2 separate regions of the Sus scrofa genome follow, and region 1 is linked to region 2. A link is a contact called in public Hi-C data. All regions are on one chromosome and are shown on one strand. Each heading gives the region's core, a stretch centred on a gene start, on an enhancer-like site or on the middle of the called end of the contact. The rest is flanking DNA. Distances are from core to core; before and after follow the strand shown. Region 1 overlaps OGDH (2-oxoglutarate dehydrogenase, mitochondrial). Region 2 holds the start of TMED4 (transmembrane emp24 domain-containing protein 4).

Evidence for each region. Hi-C and Micro-C count contacts between places; a contact is called where the count stands out from the background.
Region 1: a Hi-C map of skeletal muscle shows a contact between it and region 2, with 5 times the contacts expected there. The contact joins the enhancer-like site here to the promoter of TMED4 in region 2. A contact is called at or near these places in 1 of 5 promoter capture datasets (liver), 7 of 47 Hi-C or Micro-C datasets (embryonic fibroblasts, liver and skeletal muscle) and 2 of 2 datasets of contacts at active chromatin or transcription factors (alveolar macrophages and skeletal muscle).

What each region holds. Positions count from the first base shown.
Region 1 is chr18:50,632,795-50,635,756 of Sscrofa11.1, forward strand. OGDH (2-oxoglutarate dehydrogenase, mitochondrial) reads right to left here. Exons shown (of 23, transcript XM_021079062.1): 5 at 190-305. Among named protein-coding and RNA genes, the nearest start is that of ZMIZ2, 35 kb to the left of the region's middle. Within about 2 kb of position 1,282, at least 1 of the 83 cell types and tissues checked has an H3K27ac peak or open chromatin away from gene starts, as enhancers often do. A contact at or near this core is called in skeletal muscle, where this site is marked.
Region 2 is chr18:50,697,453-50,700,343 of Sscrofa11.1, forward strand. TMED4 (transmembrane emp24 domain-containing protein 4) reads left to right here and starts at 1,367. Exons shown (of 5, transcript XM_013985830.1): 1 at 1,367-1,865; 2 at 2,417-2,517; 3 at 2,680-2,805. The coding sequence starts at 2,434.

The sequences.
Region 1 (2,962 bases), core at 32-2,531, 65 kb before region 2:
GACTATAAGGATAAAAACATGGATTTTCATCAGAAGAGCAACAACAACAAAGATTCCCTTCTTACAATAATATACATATACATACACACACAGGATCAGGAAAATAAACGACCTCGTTTGGAGGCCTCCCGCCAACACGAGGTTTTAGCAGGTCCACTAGAGTTTTCTGGCCACTGTGTGTTCTCTCACCTCCAGCCGCCGGATGATCTCCCGCAGAGGAAGGGCCGACTCCTGCCCCCCGATGAAGGTGGTGGTGGGCAGGTGGAAGACCTTGTCTAGGTCAGACTCGTCCAGGCCGTAGAACCCTGCGGGGGTGAGGAGAGACGGGCACAGCCACACGGGGGCCACGGTTCAGGCAAAAGGGAAGGGACGCCCCAGGGGAGAGAAAAGAGAAGAGAAAAGGCATAAAAACCTCTGCTACATAGGAAAGTCAACACTATTGTCACAGCCAGAAACACAAACTTTAGCAACAAAGAGAAGCTGAGTATATTACTGGCATCATAGGTAAATAAGAGTAAAATTCATACTATGCATGTATTAGTCCAGTGCACCAATTATTCATCATTTAGAGAAAAATGTATTCAAGGCCCCAAAGACACAAAGCAATGTAGGTTGGAAAAGGCACTGGGTGAGGCAATCAGAGAGCAGATGAAACGCAGTTAAGGAGAGAATTTGAGTGGAAAAGGAGCTGGATTAGAACAGGTCTTGTAGCTCTTAATGGCCAGAGCGTCTGTACGTGGTGAGGGAAGGAAGCCAGGAGGCGGAGAAGTGACGGATGGTCCCCAAGAGCGGTCTGCGGGTGAGCTGCTGGGCAGAGGACCCCACGGCCATCTCTGATGAAGGGTGGCAGGACGGCGTCCTTCTAGAACACCTAGCTGCCCACGAAGACCCTCGTCCAGACGGCGCTCGGCAGTCCCAGGTCTGATTCTCGCTCTCCCCGCTGCAACCCTGACCCTCGCTCCTGACTAATCGCTAAGAACCGATCGCTGCCCCATCAATGCCATTAGCACCACGGGCACGGCGCCACCTCGTCCGCCTCAGGCTGCTAAGCATGTGACGGAGGGGCTCCTTCTTGGGTACCGCAGGCTTGTCCCGGGCTGCGGTAATTATCAAAGAGGAAGAGACTTGGAGGAAAATCATCAGGTGACGCCACAGGTTAGGATCCAGCCCAGCTTGAAACAAAACAGCAGCTGCAGGGAGGCAAGGGGTAGTTCATGACTCCAGGTGCCCGGATGGATGCTGAAACTCTAAACCGGGCACCCCAGGCTCCTGCACCTGATTGTGCAAGATCAGCTTTCTCCTGTTTCTTGGCCTAATTAAGTGTGTAAATAAGACCGAAGGATCAGTACGGGACTCAGGCAGCCGCTTGCTAACACAGCTATGTATCCAAGTTCCAAGGAGGGGGGATTGGGAGATTTGTAAAAATGCACATTTTCAGGCTCCAACACCAGAACTGACTCGGCTGGTCACAGGTGGGCCCGGAACCTCCTCCCCAGCGGCTCCTACCCAAGGTTGCTTGGGAACGACAGCCTTCATCCATCTAACGCCTTAGGACACTCGTTTTTAAGTTTTAAAAGCAAATTCTACGTTTTCAACCCTTTTTGTTTTATTACAACAAAAGCAATCTGGGAGTTCCCGTTGTGGCACAGTGGAAACGAATCCGACTAGGAGCCATGAGGTTGTGGGTTCGATCCCTGGCCTCGCTCAGTGGGTTAAGGATCCGGTGTTGCCATGAGCTGTTGCAGACACGGCTCGGATCTGGCGATGCTGGGGCTGGGGCTGGGGCTGGCAGCTGTAGCTATGATTCGACCCCTAGCCTGGGAACCTCCATATGCTGCGGGTGGGGCCCTAAAAAGCAAAATAAAATAAATAAAATAAATAAATAAATAAATGAAGCCATCTGGCTTTTTTCGCCTGGGGGCAGTGGCGATGGCAGCAGAGCGGCTTGGTGAAGCTCTGCACCCGTGTCCTGCGGCTATTCTATCGTCAGGTGGGCCTGGTAAAGCGCATGGCTCCGGCCAGTCACAGCCTGGCTCTCAGGGCTCATGAAGAAAACCGAGGTTCTCTGGGGGGCACTTCTCCTTGCTGGTGGAAAGGCTCAGGTAACCAGCGTGTCCACAGAGTGCACACTCTGCTGGGAACCTTCTGAACGTTGTGACTGTGGGGTTAACTGGTGGGGTGTTTGTGGCGGGACCGAGTGTGGGCTGATTGTGACCTTTCAGCACAAAGAGCCTCGGCCTCCCCCCCGTGTGCAGTGCTTCACCCCCACCCCCCTGAACTCGAGATGCCTGGGCTGCACCACCAAACCTCACGACCAAAGCTCAGAACTGCTCGCCTTGCCTCAGTTCTCCAGTCATCTGGGACCGTGAATTACAGACGGCTGCGTCTAGCAAAGGTGGTACAGACATCTCATCTCTCGGCCTATCCCCCACTGAGTGCAACTAAAAGCCCCAGAGACCATACAGAAAACAAGCATGAGACGAGGCCGAGAAGCAGAGAAAAGGCCAGACAGCCAGGGAGGTCCCTGAGGGTCCTTTTGGGCTCCGGGATCCCAGACTCAGAGCAAAGAACTCAGAAACTTCTACAGGTGTAGACAAAAAAAGCCCCAACAAAAGCTGCTCTCTTTAAAGGACCAGGAGAAGGGCAGCCTCACAGGACAGAAAACTCAGACCATCACTGCTCTGTTCTGCCCAAACACACAGGACACACCGCAGCCCCACTGACGCCCCTGCCAGGCTGTAATGCACCCTGACTTCCAACCCTGCCCCAAGGTTTCAGAGAAGGCCCAAGAGGGAGCCAGAACTTTCACTCCCTCTGGGAAGCAAGGTCCTAGCCCACTCTCCAACTCCAATGTCAGCAGAGACCTTGGGGGCCCAGGATGTCCATCCCCACGGAGTAACTAGGTAGGATGTCCCCTCCCCACCAGAGTAGTGGCTGAGCCCTGCTATAAAAAAGATCTAAG
Region 2 (2,891 bases), core at 117-2,616:
CTCAGTTTCCCAAGCCCAGGTCCTCAGTTTCACCTTGCACCAGTTCAAAGTCCGTAGGGAGGAGAAGGAGACAGAGAATCTTGGAGAAAGGAGGAGCTGTCAACAGCAAACCGGTTAAGTCACTGAAATGGGAAGCCTGTCCCCCATTGGATTTGGGTGAGATCACAGGTTGTCATCATGACTGACTGATGAATGTGGCCAGACTGTAACAGAAATGCTGAGCCGTACATCAATATTTAAAAGTCAGAGTTCAGGCGTTCCCGTTGTGACTCAGCGGTAACAAACCGGCCTGTATCCATGAGGACTAGGGTTACATCTCTGGCCCTGCTCAGTGGGTTAAGGATGCAGCCTTGCTGTGAGCTGTGGTGTAGGCCAGTAGCTACAGCTTGGATTGGACACCTAGGCTGGGAACCTCCATATGCTGCAGGTGCAGCCCTAAAAAGGAAAAAAAAAAATAAAATAAAGAAAAAAGAAAAGATGTCATAACAAAACCCACATTTCCAGCTTCTGAAAAGAGATTTTTTTTTTTTGCTTTTTAGGGCTGCATCCCCGGCATATGGAAATTCCTGGGCTGGGGTCAAATCGGAGCTACAGCTGCCAGCTTACACCACAGCAACGTGGAATCTGAGCTCAATCTCTGACCTACATCGCAGCTCACTGCAACGCCAGGTCCTTAACCCACTGAACGAGGCCAGGGATCGAACCCGCATCCTCATTGATACTTGTTGGATTTGTCTCCGCTATGCAACATCAGGGAACTCCTGAAAAGAGATCTTAAAAGAGGCTTTTTTTGAACTGCTGCTACTCAGGGAGGCTTGCCTCATAAAATTTCCTTAAAAGTACAAGCATGTTTGCCTTGGTCCACCTGCCTTCTTAAGAGATTAAGAGCAGCACACACACCACCAAGCCCTCTAAGAGAGCTTCTGTAGGGTTTCTTTGTGTTTAGCAAGGAAGGCAGGTAGCAAAGCAAGCACTGGACCCCACGTGCACTTGGCACAGGCCCATCGCAGCCACGAGGCCAGGTTTCGTTCTACTCCACATCGCTCTCCACTCTGAGACCTAAATCACTGCGGGCCAGCGGACGAGACCCACAGCCCAAGCGACCGCAGGTCCCAAATCTTCACCCAGGGGACAGTCAGTGTCCGACAAGTTGAGAGAGAACCATAGGGCTGGAGTACACACACGAGACGCCGCCGAGCCCCGCACTTTGGGAGCACAGTCTAGTGACAATTAGACCTTCTCGCATCTTCCCTCCTGCCACACATCCCTCGCTCGGACTCAATCTCCGCCTCCGCTTCCCTGAATCACACCCCAGGGTGACTACTTGTGAATACTTTAGTGTGTACCCCGAGTAGGGGAGTGTCAGAGAAACAACCACGGCAACACCGTCATCATAAGCAACAAAACCGACAAACTCCTAAAATCAGGAACACCTCGGCCTGCGAGAATTCCCACTGGCTCGGAATGTCGTCTCCGGTCGGCTGGTTTGCATCTTCGCCGAGTCCCGGCCCCCAAAGCCCGGGCAGGCCGCTCCAGGCACTCCTGCACCCCAAACGGGCTCTCTCACACAGGCACCTGCCCGGCGGGATCTCCGAAGGGTCCGCTGGCGCCTGGACTCCGCCCTTCCCACCTCGGGCGGACCCCGAGTCCGGCCGCCCGCGTGGACCCAACCTTCCACTAACCAACCCTCCACTCAGCGAGGGAGGTGGACCCGGAGCCCAGACGAGCGGGGCGCAACGCCGGATGTGGGGGGCGAAGGGGAGGGTGGCCGAGCGGATTAGCGCGTGCGTCGTGCCCGATCGGCCGTCCAGTGTATACGGCGAGCGGGGCGCAAACGCGCCCGGACAGAAAGCCCTCGAGGGCGGGTGAGCGAGCCGACAGCGCCGCGGAAGAGGAGACCACGCCTGCGCGTCTCGCGCGTGCGCCCTCGCCCTTCGGCCGCGCCGCGGGGCCGGAAAAGCAGGAGTTCGGCGGAGGCGGGGCGGGCGTCACTGCGCACGCGCGCTCCGTGCCTGGTCTCGTTGCGTCGTCTGGGAGCGCGACGCAGGTGCACGCATGCGCACTGCTTAGCGGGCGCGCGTTGGCAGGTGTCTGGGTCGGGCGTCGGCGGGCGATGGGGCTGCCGGCGCTGCTGCTGCTTGCGCTTTGCGCGGCGGGCGCTCGGGGGCTCTACTTCCACATCGGCGAGACCGAAAAGCGTTGCTTCATCGAGGAAATCCCCGACGAGACCATGGTCATCGGTCAGGCGGGGCGAGGGTGGACTGGGCCCTGTTTGTCCCCACACCCGGTTGGGCTCCCCACTCTAGCACTGCCCCGAAGGCGCCAGGCCTTGCCTGGCGAGTAGTGCCCCAGCGGAGTGTGGGGTGTGGGAACCCGGCGGACTAGGCGGGTTGTGACAGCTCTGTCTGCTCCGCAGGGAACTACCGCACACAGATGTGGGATAAGCAGAAGGAGGTCTTCTTGCCCTCGACCCCCGGCCTGGGCATGCACGTGGAGGTGAAGGACCCCGAAGGCAAGGTAGGGCTACCGCTGGCCGCGCTTAGGCCGTGGCACAGGCGCATTGCAGACCGCATCAGGCCGTCTTTCACCAGCTCTCTGGGGGGTACAGAGTTCTGAAGACGTGCGCTTGCACTTGGAGAGGTCAGAGTAGAAGGAGAACCTCTCACTGCTGTGTTGCAGGTGGTGCTGTCCCGGCAGTATGGCTCAGAGGGCCGCTTCACCTTCACTTCCCACACTCCGGGTGACCATCAGATCTGCCTGCACTCCAACTCTACCAGGATGACACTCTTTGCTGGTGGCAGACTGGTAAGAGTGTTTTCTCTTTAGCCGCGGCTCAGAATCTCTCACTTGGTTTCAAAGTTTTGTCTTTGTGGCACAGTCACAGTTAAGAA